Regions from separate parts of the Mus musculus genome. Here all the other regions are linked to region 6. A link is a contact called in public ChIA-PET, Hi-C, HiChIP or PLAC-seq and Micro-C data. All regions are on one chromosome and are shown on one strand. Each heading gives the region's core, a stretch centred on a gene start, on an enhancer-like site or on the middle of the called end of the contact. The rest is flanking DNA. Distances are from core to core; before and after follow the strand shown.

What was found. A called contact is a pair of places that touch in the nucleus more often than the background predicts. ChIA-PET counts read pairs in DNA pulled down with a chosen protein or histone mark. HiChIP or PLAC-seq counts read pairs in DNA pulled down with a chosen protein or histone mark.
Region 1: a contact with region 6 is called in an H3K4me3 HiChIP or PLAC-seq map of the 230-238 cell line, with 4 times the contacts expected there. The contact joins the enhancer-like site here to the promoter of Fam214a in region 6. A contact is called at or near these places in 5 of 39 promoter capture datasets (the C10 cell line, the HPC-7 cell line, embryonic stem cells and 2 more), 1 of 15 datasets of contacts at CTCF or cohesin (large pre-B cells), 7 of 115 datasets of contacts at active chromatin or transcription factors (the 230-238 cell line, the NIH/3T3 cell line, bone marrow-derived dendritic cells and 3 more) and 1 of 9 other capture datasets (liver).
Region 2: a Micro-C map of embryonic stem cells shows a contact between it and region 6, with 3 times the contacts expected there. The contact joins the promoter of Myo5c here to the promoter of Fam214a in region 6. A contact is called at or near these places in 2 of 39 promoter capture datasets (the HPC-7 cell line and pre-B cells), 4 of 484 Hi-C or Micro-C datasets (embryonic stem cells and nephron progenitors) and 4 of 115 datasets of contacts at active chromatin or transcription factors (all in embryonic stem cells).
Region 3: an RNA polymerase II ChIA-PET map of memory CD8 T cells shows a contact between it and region 6, with 48 read pairs. The contact joins the promoter of Leo1 here to the promoter of Fam214a in region 6. A contact is called at or near these places in 4 of 39 promoter capture datasets (the C10 cell line, the HPC-7 cell line, embryonic stem cells and 1 more), 9 of 484 Hi-C or Micro-C datasets (B cells, CD4 T cells, CD8 T cells and 4 more), 8 of 115 datasets of contacts at active chromatin or transcription factors (the 230-238 cell line, astrocytes, epiblast stem cells and 5 more) and 1 of 9 other capture datasets (liver).
Region 4: a Micro-C map of embryonic stem cells shows a contact between it and region 6, with 5 times the contacts expected there. The contact joins the promoter of 4933433G15Rik here to the promoter of Fam214a in region 6. A contact is called at or near these places in 5 of 39 promoter capture datasets (the C10 cell line, the HPC-7 cell line, cranial neural crest and 1 more), 4 of 484 Hi-C or Micro-C datasets (CD4 T cells, CD8 T cells and embryonic stem cells), 4 of 115 datasets of contacts at active chromatin or transcription factors (bone marrow-derived dendritic cells, bone marrow-derived macrophages, memory CD8 T cells and 1 more) and 2 of 9 other capture datasets (adipose tissue and liver).
Region 5: a contact with region 6 is called in a Hi-C map of pro-B cells, with 2.6 times the contacts expected there. The contact joins the enhancer-like site here to the promoter of Fam214a in region 6. A contact is called at or near these places in 7 of 39 promoter capture datasets (the C10 cell line, the HPC-7 cell line, embryonic stem cells and 2 more), 3 of 484 Hi-C or Micro-C datasets (CD4 T cells, embryonic stem cells and pro-B cells), 7 of 115 datasets of contacts at active chromatin or transcription factors (bone marrow-derived dendritic cells, embryonic stem cells, epiblast stem cells and 3 more) and 2 of 9 other capture datasets (liver and pancreatic islet).

What each region holds. Positions count from the first base shown.
Region 1 is chr9:75,281,546-75,284,245 of GRCm38.p6, forward strand. Myo5c (myosin VC) reads left to right here. Exons shown (of 41, transcript NM_001081322.1): 25 at 291-471; 26 at 2,348-2,441; 27 at 2,602-2,665. Among named protein-coding and RNA genes, the nearest start is that of Gnb5, 23 kb to the right of the region's middle. Within about 2 kb of position 1,281, at least 16 of the 459 cell types and tissues checked have an H3K27ac peak or open chromatin away from gene starts, as enhancers often do. A contact at or near this core is called in the 230-238 cell line, where this site is marked.
Region 2 is chr9:75,230,756-75,233,455 of GRCm38.p6, forward strand. It overlaps Myo5c (myosin VC), which reads left to right and starts at 1,259. Exons shown (of 41, transcript NM_001081322.1): 1 at 1,259-1,420. The coding sequence starts at 1,394.
Region 3 is chr9:75,440,270-75,442,969 of GRCm38.p6, forward strand. Leo1 (Leo1, Paf1/RNA polymerase II complex component) reads left to right here and starts at 1,255. Exons shown (of 12, transcript NM_001039522.1): 1 at 1,255-1,366. The coding sequence starts at 1,309.
Region 4 is chr9:75,408,892-75,411,591 of GRCm38.p6, forward strand. 4933433G15Rik (RIKEN cDNA 4933433G15 gene) reads left to right here and starts at 1,293. Exons shown (of 4, transcript NR_040719.1): 1 at 1,293-1,875. It overlaps Mapk6 (mitogen-activated protein kinase 6), which reads right to left and starts at 1,125. Exons shown (of 6, transcript NM_015806.5): 1 at 972-1,125.
Region 5 is chr9:75,257,583-75,260,282 of GRCm38.p6, forward strand. Myo5c (myosin VC) reads left to right here. Exons shown (of 41, transcript NM_001081322.1): 10 at 377-642. Among named protein-coding and RNA genes, the nearest start is that of Gm33750, 21 kb to the left of the region's middle. Within about 2 kb of position 1,404, at least 15 of the 459 cell types and tissues checked have an H3K27ac peak or open chromatin away from gene starts, as enhancers often do. A contact at or near this core is called in pro-B cells, where this site is marked.
Region 6 is chr9:74,951,786-74,954,485 of GRCm38.p6, forward strand. Fam214a (family with sequence similarity 214, member A) reads left to right here and starts at 1,268. Exons shown (of 13, transcript NM_001113283.1): 1 at 1,268-1,493; 2 at 1,929-2,045. The coding sequence starts at 2,030.

The DNA of each region.
Region 1 (2,700 bases), core at 31-2,530, 330 kb after region 6:
AGGCATGGCTTTGAGATCGCAACACTCCAGCACCTAGTGTGACTTGAAGTCCAGCCTCTCTGTCCTGTGCTCTGTGATCTTCATAGAGTTTCTCACACTGGGTGATCTAAGACATGGATTTTAGACTAAGAGAACAGGAAGCTGGCTACAGCGATGGCCCCAGTGGGTCCTAACACACCTCTTCCTTTGGTGTGGAGGTAGCTCCTCAATTTTTTCATAATATTGTATATTGTCTTGTTCAAAGACTATAAGAACAATTCTAAGTTAGATTTTCTCCTTTTACCATCTAGAGTTCTTGAAAAAGGTTTTGAGCTGAAAACACAAGCCTATGAGAAACAGATAGAGTCTCTGAGAGAAGAGATTAAAGCCCTCAAGGACGAGAGGTCGCAACTGCATCACCAGCTGGAGGAGGGACAGGTCACCTCTGACCGCCTGAAGGGGGAGGTGGCCCGCCTAAGCAAGCAGGCAAAGGTGTGTGCTGCCTTCTAGCTCCTCCAGAGATGCCCTTGATCTTCACAGAAACAGTAGAAATGCAGAGATTTGGGTACAGAGGGACCCCAGTGGGCTGTTCTTTTGTTAAGAGATTTATTAACACCAAAGAGGGGTTCTAAAGAGAGCTCAGAAGAGGCGTTGCTAGGGAACCCCTTCTTACAGATTCAGGCAAAATGAGGAGGATGGGTAGCCTGTACCCAGGTTATCCTGGATTCCTGGGTGGCAGGGGAGGAGGTATTGGTTCAGCCCTTTAGCTAAGTAAGATGTGTCCATCATACAGGAGGTGCCCCCTGTAACTCTGTCTTGCTAGGGTGTTTGGAAACAACCTTTGGGGAAGTGAGAGTCTGAGTCACAGAGGGTGCTCTCCTTTCTAGCCCCATCTTACTTTAACATCTATATATTCCCAAGGGATCAGACAACAGGAGCATCCATACAGACTGAAGGCACACAGCACCCGGGTACTCAGTTCTCTCCGTCCCAGCCTCTGGGCTGTCTGAAAATGTATTTCATATTTGAAAAGTCAGGTTCTAACACTCTAAGATTGTAACTATACAGTTACTTAAATAGATTGACTAAAAGAATACTACCTATTTAAGTTATAAATTCAGGTGAACCCTTATTGTTTATCATATTATAAACTTATGAATTCTTGTACTGAAGTGAAATTGTTGCTATCCACCATTTACACTGTTACATGAAAATTCACATGGGTGATCAGGAGGACTTCAGGTCTGGGGATGCAGCCTGATTAGTAGACTGCCTTTTTAGCACACAGGAGGCTCCAGCTTTGACTCCCAGAGCACCAAAGTCAGAAACAGTGTCGCACTTCTGTAATCCTAGCATGTGGGTGCTGGGAATCAAGCCCATGCCCTTTGGAAGAGCAGCCAGTGCTCTTAACTGTAGGGCCATCTCTCCAGGCTGATCTTAAATCGGGGGAACTGTGAGCCTGCACTTGGAGGGAGGCACCAGTAGATGTCACTCTCTTCCTCTGATGCTTTAAGAGGTCTGGTTTTCAGAGCTCTTGAAGGTCATTGTCAAGCTCTCTGTGATGCGATCTGAAGAAAATAAGGAAGTGTAAACATTACCTGAAATATGTAAAGAACCAAGAAAAGAACCAAGGCTTCAGCCTGGGCAGTCCTGTGAGCTTGACACATGATCCCAAATGTGTCATTTAACCTTCAGTTCATTTTCTAATCGATGCGGGCTCAGCTTGTTCCACTCACTTCGAGGCCTGCTAGGAGGACTAGGTGTCGAAGTGGAGCACTAGTATTTGATCCCCTCCCTCTCTGAATTGGGAGCTAGAACCTGTCAATACTCCGAATAACAATATTTGAGGAGGGCTTTTTACCCCTGCTACCCCTGAGAATATCTCTATCTGTCTTAGCTACAAAATATGAAAAATACCTTCCTCGAGATGAACTTGCAGAGTGAACAGAGGTGGATGCAGCCCCTTTAACAAGCAGAGATGCTCATGGGAAACTGTCCCTGGTGGTCTTCCCAGGCTGCTTAGCCTCCCCTGCCTCTGTGACAAAACGCCTCCTAGCAATGTACCTTCGCCTTCCGACCTGCAGTTTTACCCGTCTTGCCCTCTGCCTGTCTCATGGCAAACTTGTGATTGTTTCCTTCCGTTACAACAGGGAAGCTCATTCCTGCATCCAGGTAGGCCTGCAAACAGTTGCACAGTTGAGCTGCTTCAGGGCAAGATGTGAGGCTGTGAGAGTAGATAAGATTCCTGCTAGGAAGCCGCATGGAGGCGGGAGGCCACCATATGCTCTGTGACGGGGTGTGCCCTTGCCTGATGAGAAGTGTAACGGCTGTTTTCTCTGCACTGGATCTGTTTGCGGCTCTGATTTAGACCATCTCTGAGTTTGAGAAGGAGATAGAGCTGCTGCAAGCCCAGAAGATAGATGTGGAAAAGCACGTGCAGTCACAGAAACGGGAGATGAGAGGTACCAGGGGCATGGACTGGTTACTGGGTAGTCTGGGCAGCTTGCTAGTTGGATACCTAAGAGGGTGGCCAGCTGGTAGGCCGTAGAAACAACTGCAGAGATGCCATGGGGGTGAAGTCATGCCCAAATTCAATGTCTGCTGCTCTCTCTTTCCTTCTAGAACGGATGTCAGAGGTCACCAAGCAGCTTTTGGAGAGCTATGACATCGAAGATGTTAGAAGCAGGTAATCGATTTTACATTATCAGACATTTACAAATG
Region 2 (2,700 bases), core at 9-2,508, 280 kb after region 6:
CCTCACTGCCCACCTGGCCTGGTTATTTATCATTTCTGACATGAATCCTCATTTTGTTTTTTATTCAGCATTTGTCACGTCACCAATGTCACTTTTGCCATTTTTCTGTTTCACAGCGTGGGGCTCTATGGACAGACTCCATTAGACTCCATTACCCTCGCACCCATTCTCATATGCCTAGTCCACTGTTTTAATGACTGTAGTTTGTTTTTCCCATGAATATGTGGCAGGGCAGAGCTGGGGCAGTAGCTTAGTCTATGAAGTACTTGCAGTGCAAGCCTGAGGGCGGGCCTTCAAACCCCTCCCCCCCCCCCCAATCTACATTTTAAAAGCCGGTGTTGTGGGCGCTGTAAAGCCAGAGGAGACAGAGACACTAGGAGTTCTGGGGCTCCTGGGTCAGCCTAACTCAGTGAACCCCAGATCCCAGTGAGAGATTCTGGCTTTAAAATAACAAGGACCAGGGCTAGAGAGAAGGCTTAGTGAGTGGTTAAGAGCATTGACCTCTCTTCCAAGGGTCCGGAGTTCGATTCCCAGCAACTCCATGCTGGCTCACAACCATCTGTAATGGGATCTGATACCCTCTTCTGGAATATCTAGAGACAGCTATAGTGTACTCATATAAGTAAAATAAATAAATCTTTTAAAAAAAGAAAAGAAAAACGAAAATGGGCAGCTCCCAAGGAAGGCCAGCAGGATAGGATCTCTTTTCTCTTTGTGGTGAAAAATAGTCTTAGCTGTTCAAGTACTTCTAACCCAAATAAAATATAAAAATAATGTCAGTTCGCAAACATGCTGCCAGGATTTTTAACCCAGTGTCATGGACCTATGTATTAATTTTGGTGACATCAACACCTTTTGAATGTTAAATATTCACATCCGTCCAAAAGGCCCGTACTTATTCAGCCCTCTGGTGTGTCCTGTAAGAGAGGTAGAAGCAAGCTCGCCATAAAGGTCAAACAAGGTTTTTAGTAGCGTAATCTCTGGGTGCATTTTCTTTGATCCGTATCTTACTTTCCATGGCATATAAAATGTTCGCAGGACAACGACTTTTTTCTTTTATCCGACCCCTTCCTCAATTTAGAAGTTCTGTTAGCTCACTGATTCTTTGGTTTTTCTTTGCTGCTGCTGGCTGCTGTAAGGGAGCGGGAACTTGGGCGGGACCCCTGGAGGTTTCTTTGACCTGTTACCTGGACCGGGCCAATGGCAACGCGGGCTGCCGGCAAGCACCAATCCCGCTGCTAACCCTCACCCCGCCACCAACCCCAGTCCGGGCGCCAGAGCCCTCGGGGGAAGGGAGCCGTGGCACTCGGGAAAACTTCTGCACAAGATGGCCAGGCGCTGAGTGCCTGGGCGCGCACAGTCCCCTGCAGCAACAGCAGCAGAGAGGAGGTCCATGGCGGTGGCCGAGCTCTACGCGCAGGTAGGGGCGCGGGGACGCACCTGTGCACCTGCCCAGACGGGTAGATGAGCGGAGGCCGGGAGCAGCTGCCAGCTCCGCCCGGGCCCCCTGCGGGTGGGCAAACCCAACGGAGGGCTGCTGTCCCCACGCCGGGTAGCTAGATCACCCAGACCCTTCGTCCCGCCACTGATGGAATCTGAGTCCCGCAGTGGGCAGGAGCTTCGATCTGGCACCACAAACTTTGTTAACCAGCGTTGTAACCTTCCAGGCCCTCGGAGTCTGGAGGACTCCGGCAAGATTGGCGGTGTTTTCTAGAATGCTGGTGCGCTTCCCTGTGCAGGCGAAGGAAGACACTCGGGGGATCCACCTGGAGTTGCCCGGTCTGAGCACAGGAACCAGCAGCCCAGAGTCCCAGGCCCCGGGTGCTGTTGGGCTCTTTTTAACCAGTGTAAGGGTGCATTAACTCAGAGAGCACCTCAGACAGGCCTGACCGGGAGCACATGCATTCTGGAAAACTTCCAGAAGCGAAGAGCTTCATCCTCACCCAGGAAAAAAATGTGAGAAAATGACGCTTTTTAAAAGAGCCATAAAACAGATCCTGCTACACTCTTGTAGGGGAATTTAGACCCTTCAAATTCTGACAGATGGGACTAGAATGGATTCTGTTAGAACATTTACACACACACACACACACAGAGAGAGAGAGAGAGAGAGAGAGAGAGAGAGAGAGAGAGAGAGAGAGAGAGAGAGAGAGAGAGAGAGAGGCGCGCGCATCTTAACTTAATTGGCCGGGGAAGGGGTGGGGGAGGTATTGTTTAGTTTTGGATTTTGTTTGTTGAGACTGTCTCACTGTGTCACCCCAGGTAGCCTGGACATCACTACTGGCTGGAAATCAGGCTGACTTCAAACTCACAGTTTTGTCTGCCTCTGCCTCCAGAGTGCTGAGACTAAAGGTCCATGCTCCACCAAGTTTTTAAGAGAGGTTCTTGCTTTGTGTCCCTGGTTGGAATGGCCCTCCGTCCATAGCTCAGGCTGACTTCAGACTCACGGAGATCTTGCCTCAGCCACGATAGCGATGGTATTACAGACATACCCCACCCCTCCTATCTTTCTGCCTTATATTTAAAAGGCACTTTCACCATCTCTGTATAGTAAAAGATCCTTGTCACGCTTATCTTTCCGTCGGGGTTGGAGGAAGATTTTCTTCTACTTTGTTTAATGAATAAATTGCAAGCACACATCAAACAAAGAGGAAATCCCTCTGATGCTGACCAATTCTGCACTTTATCCCAGTCTCAAGC
Region 3 (2,700 bases), core at 5-2,504, 490 kb after region 6:
CCTTAGTAATCCAGGCTGTCTTTGTGGCCCCAGCTGGCCTCAAATTCTCAGTTGTCTTCCTGCCTCAGCCTCCCATATTGGGATTTCTAGTCCTAAATCTTTTATTTTTCCCCAGTGCAGATTGAATTTGAACCCTCACTCATAATAGGCAAGCTCTGTACAGAGCTACTTTCCATGTGCCTAGAGGCCAAAGGCCGATTTCCAGTGTATTCTTGAAATGCTCTTCACCCCACCAGGCAGCACCTTACTTTTTTTTATTTTTTTTCCCCCAGACAGAATCTCTATGTATAGCCCTGGCTGTCCTGCTGTCCTGGAACTCGCTATGTAGACCAGGCTGGCCTAGACACCACCATCCAGCATCTGTATTTTAAGACAAGGTCCTTTATTGGACCTGAGAGCTGGGATTACAGATGTTGGAAGCCGTGCCTGAGTTTAAGTAGGTGCTGGATTTTCGGAAAACAGATCTTTAGTCTTTAAGGGCAAGTCATTTACCGACAAGCGATCTCACCAGGTCTTTTTTTTTTTTTTTTTTTTTTTTTTTAAAGATTTATTTATTTATTGTATGTAAGTACACTGTAGCTGTCTTCAGACACTCCAGAAGAGGGAGTCAGATCTCATTACAGATGGTTGTTAGCCACCATGTGGTTGCTGGGATTTGAACTCCAGACCTTTGGAAGAGCAGTCGGGTGCTCTTACCCACTGAGCCATCTCACCAGCCCTTTTTTTTTTTTTTTTTTTAAGGGTGGGGGTTCTCAAGGATCCCACGCTGCTCTTGAAGTTGCTATGCAGTTGATGATGAATTTGGGTTTCTGACCCTTTGCTTCTAGAGTGCTGGATTACAGGCGTGCACCACTAACTACTCCAGGCTAGAGCTCTCAATGACTTATTTCTTATTCTTCTGCCACAGGATCTACGTATGTAGACATATGCTGGCTGGCTGGCTGGAACTCGCTTTGTAGACGAACCTGGCCTGGTATTCACAGAGATCTGCCTCCCCAGAGCAGAGCGACCACACCCACCCTCAACTATTTTTAAGAAACCTGGCCGCAGCTGACAGGTCGTAAACAAGTCTGACCCGCATCCCAAGCTCCGCACAGCGTGCGAGCGGGCTAACGGAGTAGCGGGCGAGCGCAGACACCGGGGCGGGGGTGGAGGGGGTGGGGGCGGAGCCAGCCGAGTGCTGGAGAAAACTAGGTCACAAAAGTAAAGTAGGTCTTTGTGCGGCTCTTTACGACACGTCGTGTTTGGACGGGTCTGGCCGTAAAGCAGGCTCGAGCCGAGCAAGCCAAGGCCGCGGACCAAGCTGCTATGGCGGACATGGAGGACCTCTTCGGGAGCGAAGCTGAGAGCGAGGCCGAGCGCAAAGGTGCGGCGGACGGGCGGGCGGGCGGGCGGGCGAGCTCCGCGGATGGGCACATGGGGCGTCGGGTTGCTTTTCGGCCGGAGGCGCGGCGCCGGGCAACGCGAAGTCCCCAAGCTCTTGCCCAGCGCCCCCTGCATGCCCGGCGGTGCCCGCCTCTCCCGGGGAGACCGCCGCGGAGTCAGTGCCTGGAGGATCAGGGACCGGCCTGGACTCCTGGGGGAGCAGAAGGGAGGACGTGTGGCCTGCGCCCCTCCGTGCATACATGGCCAATTGAAAGGGTGGCTGGCAGTGAATGAGTGGAGACATGTTCAACTGCCCATCGGGCGCGGTAACGCCCCGTGTGAAAGGGCGAGTTGATGGGAGAGTGTAGATGCCCCTGAAGGGTCTGGGAGGGATCAGGTTGGAGTTCTACAGAAGGACTACGCACTGGCGATGGGTGCCCTTGGAGAGCCTGTGCGGAAAGCCAGTTTCCTTGTCTGTGATGTAAGAATGGGGAAACTTGTGGAGTGTTTGGAGAGGAGTGACAGGATTTGGTGATGAATGAATGAATGATGGTTCATGGGGGGCATTTCTGGCACAGGTCTACGAATATCTGAATTTGAGATGTGAATAGAAGAATGAGGAAAGATCCGAGATGAACTTCAGAATTCTTGCAGCCCCCCCAGGCCCAAATTAACTTCTATACATGTCATTTTCCTTGCCCCTCCCCCCATTCGTCACCAACTCCAGTTTGTATGTAATTACTCCAGTTGTGGAGGGAGCACTAAGTAAAAGTACAGAGAACTAAACTCTTCCTGTGCCCGGCTTTGCTCATAGTTTATTCTCTGTGTCTTCGAGGCACAATTCTGTGTACACCTTCCCATGTTTTCCATGAAGCGTTTCATTCATTCAGTAAACAAGGATCCCTATCATCTCCTGGCCACCTTGCTAGGGGTTGGGAATGTAATCATGAGAAGACAGGTTCCCGCTCCCCAGCTTAGTGCTTAACGCTTAGTGCTTTTTTGCATCCACTGGTGAAAGCGTCGTTTAGTAAGATGTACCTGTAGTGCTTTCTCATAGCCACCCATAGCTTAGGGAAGTGGAGTGTACAGATGATTGCAGTTCTACGCTTTCTTCCCCTCCCCTTTCTTCCCTTTTAAAAACTTCTTTTAAGGTCATGGCAGTTTTCTTCCATTTTACCATTGAGTTAGTGGACTCTCCAAGACTGACTTTCAGGGTCTGGTGTCCTGTCTTTGACAACTGCTCTTAGTCTTGAAGTTGCTACGGATGTGACAGGGTAGAACTTGGTAGGTCTGCCTGATTGTCTGCTTACCTGCCTGCGTGCCTCCTTCCCTTTC
Region 4 (2,700 bases), core at 43-2,542, 460 kb after region 6:
TGTATCCATAAAAAGTTAATACTGCCTCCGGACTCTTAGCAACGAACACGAACTGTTTAGATACTGTAAAGAGACCTAACTCCCCTTTACCAAGTCCCTGCGCTCCATCTTTCCTACTTTCAAGTCAAAGAAAGGTAAAACACGAAAGCGATCTAAAGGAGCTTGCTGCACGCAGCTTCCCCAAGGCACCTGAGCCGGAGAGCCAAAGCCAGGCAGGAACAAAAGGCGGCCGAAAGCCCTCCACTCCTCACAACTCCCAAGTCCGATCATAACAAGCTCCAAGTGAGGAGGCCTGTAACCGGTAACGTACGTTTTCATCAGGGTGTTTTTCCGGATCACACCTTAACGTCCGGAAAGGTGTCAGGAGCCCTGTCTCAGGCCGGTCCCCGGCACCTCGTGGACCGCCAGGCACAAACTTGGGCGGACTTAGGGGCAGGAGCAGAGCGCTACGCAACGTGCCGGAGACTTTGCCCGGCCGGAGTCAGCTGAGGCCGAGTCACCCGGGCAGGCTGGGGAGGGGAGGAGACAGGAGAGCTTGAGGGAGGCAGCGAGCCAGGAAGGCAAGCCTCCACCGCCTCAAGCGCTCCTGGACCACCGCCCTCGCCTGCGCGTTGGCGGGGACTCGAACCCGCGGAACCGGGCGCGGGCGGCGGGGACTCGAACCCGCGAAGCGCAGCCCGGTGCAGGCGGCGGGGGCCCGCCAGCTATGCCTGCGGCCGGCTGCCCGGCGAGGGGCGTGCCGGGTGGGAGGGGCGCGCCGGCCGCGCCGCCAGCCCCACGCGGGGACCTGGCCCTCGCAGCCGGCCGCGCCGCCCGGGCTGAGCGGGCACACGGAACAAAAGCGTCTTTGTTGAGCGGCGGCCGCCCGGAGGGTCACACACAATGGACGCGGGAGCCGGCGCCGCCGCCGGGCCCTCTGCCGCTCCCTCCCGCGCCGGCCCGCACCCGGCCACACACACATACACACTCACGGGACTTCTCCGACTCATCGACAGAGTGCAGGGCCCGCGGACAGCCCTCAAGGTCGGCTCAGGTCTCCGGCTGTGCTGGCGGCAGCGGCGTTTCCGAGGCTCTCGCTTTGCCGCAGTCGCCGCCATGTAACCCCGACCCGCCAGAGAGGGCGCGGAGAGAAGGCGGGGCCTCGCAGAGGCACGCCCCCTCACGTCACAGGCTCACTCCACGGCGGCCCCGCCCCCGCCAGCCGGGGAGCCGCACGCGCCGGAATTTCCAACGCCCGTGACTGCGCGCGCCGCGGGGGCGGTCGGAGCTGCACGCGGCCTGCTGGCGGGTACACCCCGGCCTCAGCTGAACCACCGCCCAGAGTGTCGTACCAAGTGACCCGACAGGGCGAGCGTCTGAACGGCTGCTGGGTCCCGTGCTGTCGGGAGGAAGTGGGCGAAGGCGAATATGCTAGGCCAGATTGTTGAGCAGATAAGCTCAGGGTGGTGTTGGGAAGGCCCCTGGGATCGGTCCCCGGGGTCCGTTGGCTGCTTCTAGAAGCATCCGCGGTAACCAGGGAGGTGAATGAGTGAGGGGTCCTGGGAAAACTGAGCAAAAGCTCAGTCAGCAGGGTGGCTGGCTTGTTGAGATCGCTGAGACCAGCCAGAGTTTGACATAGGCGTGCTGAGAAAGGTAGATAGCTGCCCTTCCAGTGCTTAGATGAAATTTAAGTATTTAGGAACTTAGATATAAAAAGCACAGGGTTTGCCTGGGAGTAGTGGCACATGAGTTAACTAGTCTATGTAGTGCCAGGACAGCCTATGCTATATAATAGACCCTGTCTCAAAAGGCTGGGAGAGCTTGTTGTTGTACCCCTGTGATCCCTGTCTTGGAGACCAGAAGGATTAGAAGATACAGTTAATCCTTGGCTGCATAGTGAGTTCAAAGCCAGCCCAGACTACTGAGACCCCGCCTCACAAAAAAGAAAAATGAGAGGTTCGGTTAGCCCTTTCTATCAGTGGTAATTGACCATCCTAAAGAAAATATGGCCACTGCAGTCCATGATCCACTGTAAGCAGCAAACCCCTTTCAGAGATGACACAGTCACTTGAAGTTAAGAGCTTGAGAGGAGCTTCAATGTTTCCTAATACAGAGATACATTAAAATATATGCTTTGTGAGACAGCATCTCTCTATAACTCAGCCTGCCCTAGCACACCTAATCTCCCTGCCTTAGCTTCCCCAGAGCTTGGATTATAGGCTTAGGCAGCTGAGCCCAGCTCTATTATATTTAAAGCAATACCATCTGAATACCAGGAGAAGAGCAGTAATGCCTACAGAAAGCGAGATTTACAGCTGTTGAGTGCAGCCGGCACTGTGAAGTTCTGCTCCACCGACCCACTCTGTCCTCCCTCTAGTTCCTCCTGATGGACTCTGGGACCTCCATCTTCCTCTAATGGCTGGACCCCCCGGGGTGGTGGTGGTGGTGAGCATAAATAGCAAGCCGTATGCTTTCTCTCAGAAAGTTTATAATGCATCTCTGCTGACTTCCATTAAAGCCAGCCATATTGCTTTATAGGAGTCAAAGGAGTCCACGATGTTAAGTGTTTGTGGAATCTTAAAAGAGAGGTCAGGGTGAGCTAGGTACAAAATTTTGGAGATTTGGTTTATGATAGGCCTTTCATCAAGGGGTCTTGACTGGGACTGAGTGGTGTGACAGTTTAGGATGGGAAAGGGAAGAGTTTTGAAAGAAGTCTAGGAG
Region 5 (2,700 bases), core at 154-2,653, 310 kb after region 6:
CTGGTAACAATCCTTTCCTTAGATGGATCACCTAAGGGAATCATGGCCACATTAGTTGGCCACAGGGTTGGTGTACAATATGCTGACAGCATATGGCTGGAGAAGTCAAAGAAGTGTGGAGGAGGGGGTGCGGTTGTATGGATGGATTGGAGCAGGCCTGCTGGCTTCTACAGCCAGAGTGAAGAGACTCAAAAAGACACAGCCAGGCCTCTAGGCATCACTGCAGCAGGGAGGGTGTCACCACAGCCTCCTGCTCTACTCCAGCCTTAGTTCCAATCACAAGGCCTGAATATCTCACACAGTCTTGGACAGACTTGGCCAGATGGGGCGGTATTAACTTTGGATGCCTGATGGGGCTTGTGTTTGTTTCTTGAAGGAGGATGACAGTCACCTGAAGGTGTTCTGTGAGCTCTTGGGCCTGGAGACCAGCAAAGTGGCTCAGTGGCTGTGCAACAGAAAAATTGTGACCTCCTCGGAAACTGTGGTAAAGCCCATGACCAGGCCTCAGGCCATCAACGCCAGGGATGCGCTGGCCAAAAAGATCTACGCTCACCTGTTCGACTTCATTGTCGAGCAAATCAACCAGGCGTTGCACTTCTCAGGCAAGCAGCACACTTTTATTGGTGTTTTGGACATTTATGGGTAAGATTCTCTTCTGCCTGCCTGCCTTTCCTCGTTTAAATGTCAAACGCCCTGTTGTTTTTAAGTTGCACCCTTCCACTTGTCTTGCTTGTTTTGAAGATGATTTTATTTTTCTTTGCTGAATGGAGAGATGTTAAATATAGCTCCTGGGTCATGGTGTCCTTTCTGTAGAGTGTGCGTTGAATAAATGACAAACTGGGACTAGGGAGATTTCTTAGCCAGCAAAATGCCTGCTATATAAACATTTAAGTTTGGATCCCGTCATTCATGTAAAAAGCCAGGCAGGGCACAGGGGAGGCAGAGGATGGCCAGCATAGCTGACCTGATGGGCTCTAAGTTCAACTAAAGACCCTGTCTCAAAGCGTTAGGCTGAGAATAATAGTGAGAGATACCCAACATCGACCCCTGCCTTCCATGTGCGTACGTGTATGGCCACATACAGCAGCACACGTATACAATAAATGCTAACTAATAATGGCTGCCAAACTCCATTGTGTGACAGACAGGTCCTGTGGTAAGTGGCTTCTTGGTCTTCAAGCCACCTGGAAGCACCCCCATGTTAGGTAACAACCAAAGCTTGGAAGAATTAAGCTGTTCACAGCAGGTCCCTTGGCAGGGGGATGTGAGCCATGTCAGTCCCCTACAGGTCCCTGAGGTACTGAGCCCTGTCATACCCTCCTGTTCCCCAGGGGCAGTGCCAGTTATGGCTGCTTGGCGTCCTCCCAGTCTGCCTGGCCTGCTGTCTCCTGCCCTCACACACCTGTGTTCCTGTCCTTTCCTGAGAGATAAGGGCTTGGGTCGCCCCACCCCTTCTTTAATTGTCCCACCCCTTCTTCAAACAGCGCAAAGCTTGGGCCACTTTGGAGTTTGGTTTCATCTTTCTCTCTGCCCTGTCCTGCTTTTCTGATCCGGGGTCCAGCTCCTGTTGAAGGTGCTTGCTGAAGGCAGGGTGGAAGCTGGCATGGAGGTGATACCAGGTGGCTTTCTAGTTGTCAGAAACCCCCCTCTCCTGTCCCTGTTCCTGCCAGGCTCTTAGGACTGCACTGGCTTCTCCACAGGACACTGGGAAGATTATCCCAGCAAAGACTTGATGCTTTCCGTCAGTTAGGGGCTCTTCCCCACATGGAGGGAGGGGACTGGGCCTTCACATGGAGGGAGGGACAGTCCATCAACTTTTCACCCAGGTAGAGAGCCAGCTGTTCCAATACCTGTTCCAGATGTTGAGGGGAGATACTGAAGGGAGTGACTGTTTAATATAGATTTTAACTGATTACTCATGGCTCGCAAGAAAACCTAGCAACAGTTTGAAAATACTAATACAGGACTGGATTAGGCTAGTAAATTATTTACCTTATCTTATCCCAAGAAATAATTTGAGTAACCAGTAAAAAATTGAATAAAATTGGAAAATAATAGAATAGCCTGGCTTAAAAATCTTACATTGAGGTGGGGAGTGTTTGCTGTATCTTCCAGAACTTGCCTTTAAAAACGGTGGACTTCTTAGCTTAGGAATATATTTCTTCATTTTTTTTTAATGATTTATTTTTATAGATATGTGTATGTATGTGTGTACACGTCCATTTGTGCCTATGTGGGTGTAGTACCCATAGAGTCCAGCAGAGGGTATCCTATTCCTGGCACTGGAGTTACAGGCAACTGTGAGCCACTCAACATGGGTACTGGGAACTGAACTCTGTCCCTCTGCATGAACAGTACGCCCTGTTAACTACAGAGCCACTTGTTTATACTTTTACCTAACAAATAATTACTTGCCAGGCACTGTGTGATGGAAGGCCTTCTGGGACGTCATTTTACTAGTGAAGGAGGCAAAGAAGTCAGGGTGATTACTGTGAGAGAAATAATGTGTGCACTTGTGTGCACGCATGTGTACATGAGTGTACGTGTGTTCGTGTGTGTGTGTGTGTGTGTGTGTGTGTGTGTGTGTGAGCGCGCGCTCGTGTGAGTGTGTGCGTGAGTATTAGGATGGGAAAGGGAATTCAGATCCACAGAGTTTGAGACCACTGTAATGAAGAACTTGGGTCTTGCAGCTAAGCAGCC
Region 6 (2,700 bases), core at 18-2,517:
CATATAAGTACCGTTATTTTATTTTTAGGGTCTTGTGCATGCTAGGCAAGCACTTTACCACTGATCAGTAGTCCAAGCCTCACACATACATGAAAAATAAAATCTTTACATTATCATCATCATCATCAACAACAATAAATAAAATTGCCAATCTTGTGCTTTACAAAAACTGTGGGTTAAAAAAATAACCCTCTAAAAATGTAGAAACGGAAAACTATAGAGAGAGTCGACCACAGATGATCTTAGTCCTTCCTGTTGTGATTCTCATATGCAAAAAGAAAAAAAAAAGGTTCTTAAAAAAGCATGTTTTTTTCCCAATGAAACTAGACCCTTGCAATTTTGTACTTCTTCATTTGGGTTTGCCTATAAACTGAGTGGCTAATAGCTGCAACCCTTGTTGCTTTTTTTAGCTACAGCAATTCTTGACATCTGTTTGTGTTTAAATGATGACACAACATCAGAACACGCCGTGTCATCGTGTCACATTGTTATAGCACAACAAGAAAATTACAGCTCCCCAACAATAACATGGTGTCAGAAGTGTCCGCTTGGCGGTGAGTCAGTGCTCTAGAAGTTACAAGCTATTTTTAGCTCATCCAGTGCTTCTGAAGCTTGGGTTCTTAAGTCCTAGAGATGCAGAAAATCTAGGGGTGCAGTGGGAACAGGCCTTCCTTGGTTTCCAAGTACCCTTCTCTGGAAGGTATGGCTCCCCACCTTCCTGTCCTGGCCACATCAAACACGGATTCCATTGGGAAATTGCATGCATTTAAGGCTGGATTCCCAGTTCTTTTGCGCCAGGCCAGCATCCCTGTGGAGGAGTAGAAACTATAATTATCTTCCCGTCTGGGGTAAGCCCTAGGTTGACATCTCCCAGGTGACCCCAATGCACCCGGAGCGCAGTTCCTTGGCTGCTTAGGCGCGCGGTGCAGGCAGTCCCTGCGGGTCCCTGGGTCCTCTGAGACCCTTATCCGGGAAGACCGGTCCCCAATCTCCAACTCCAGGACGCGCGGCGGCGTTGCCATAACAACCGGCGCGCGCAGCCTCAGCGGAGGAAGTGACGAGAGTGGGTTGGCTGTTGTTGGGACACGTGACCAGGGTAGTGTTTTGACAGGGCAAACAGTGAGAGAAAGAGTAAAGAGCGAGCGAGCGAGGCGGGCAGGCAGCGGGGACGGTGGATGCGCGGGCGCAGCGTCTCGGCGTCTCGGCGTCTCGGCGGCCGCGGGGTAGATGCGCGCTGCGCTCGGGGAGGCGTGGCTCGGAGCACGGAGTGTGATGTGAGCGGCCGGGCGGCCGCAGAGAGCAGTGCCGGGAGGAGGAGCGAGGGGTCCCGGAGGGCGGCGAGCGGGCGGGCCATGGGAGCCGTTCCCGGGTGGGTTGAGCCACGCGTGGGTCGGCGCGGCTGAGGACATGCCCAGACTCTGCTGCTGACCGGCTCCGGCTGGAACCCGGCTACTGAAGCCTCGGAGGGGCTAGCCAGAGGGGATCCCCCGCAGGTGAGGCCCGGGGGGCTGCGGGGGCTGCTGCGCCCGAGCCCCTGCGGGGGTGCCTCGGTGCCCAGAGGCTACTGGACCGAGGGCTGCCTTAGCTCCTGTGGCCCGACTCTTCCTCCTCTGTGCCTGTACCTCCAGGGCATAAATAGATCCTGCTGGTGCTTCCGAGACGCTGTGTCAGAGGAGGACACCTTGGCCTGGAGAGCCCAGGGGCGGGGAACAGGGGTGCTAGGCCCGAGGACGCCGGGGGAGGCGGTGCGCAGACTTGAGCTGCTTTTTTTCGCCTTTCCTTCAGACCTGCCCAGGGTTCTGTCACCGCAGGTCTGCACCAGGAAGAGGCCCAACTTAGTAGTTTTCTTGCAAGATCCGGGGGAATTAAGACCCGTCTTTCTTTTTCTTTCTTATTTTTTTTTTTTTATGTTTATTTTGCTCTCTTAGCGTTTGGAAAACGAAGCAGAAGCCGTTGAGTCAGCCGTGTGCCGGTTGGAAGAACCCACACCTGTGTTTTACAGCACTTTGGGTGGAAATTGGATGCCAAAATGAAGCCAGACCGAGGTAAATGATTTATTTAAGTAGAGCTTGAGTTGTGTTTTGTTTCTCTGTCTCCTTCGGTGTTAACCTAATTTTCCGCAGGATCAACCATTCCTGTGTCAGACGTGACGAACTGTCTCTCTGAAGATACCAGACGCTGAGGGGAAAAAAAAGATGGACTTATGGAGTAGGTGGTTAAAGTCAGATGGGAAGGACCTGTTCTTAGAGAGTGTTTAGCAGGATGAAGGGGTCAAAGGAAGTGTTTGTTAGTGGCCACAGGCTTAGTATCCTTTTTAGTTGCAGTTCTTCAATTTTTTTAGGTGAAGTCAATCCAACTTCAGAAAAGTTTGTCAACTTTTGAAACTTGAGTTTGAACTTGATAAAAAGTAATATTTGTAGCCATTTGCATTTCATTCGCTGTTTGTTTGGGGTTTTTTTGGTGTGTTTTGTTTGTTTGTTGTTTGTTTTATAGATAGGGTTTTGTCAAGTTGTCTAGGCTGGCACAGGTCTTACCATGTAACCCAGGTAGGCCCAGAAGTCCCTAAGGATCCTTTTGCCTTCACCTGAAAAGCAGCATTACAGGCAATGTACCACTGTGGCCCCTCATTAGTTTTATGCTCTAAGGGAATTCCAATTGTTTTCAGAGTTCCCCAGCTTGAGTCTGTTATAGACAACTAGG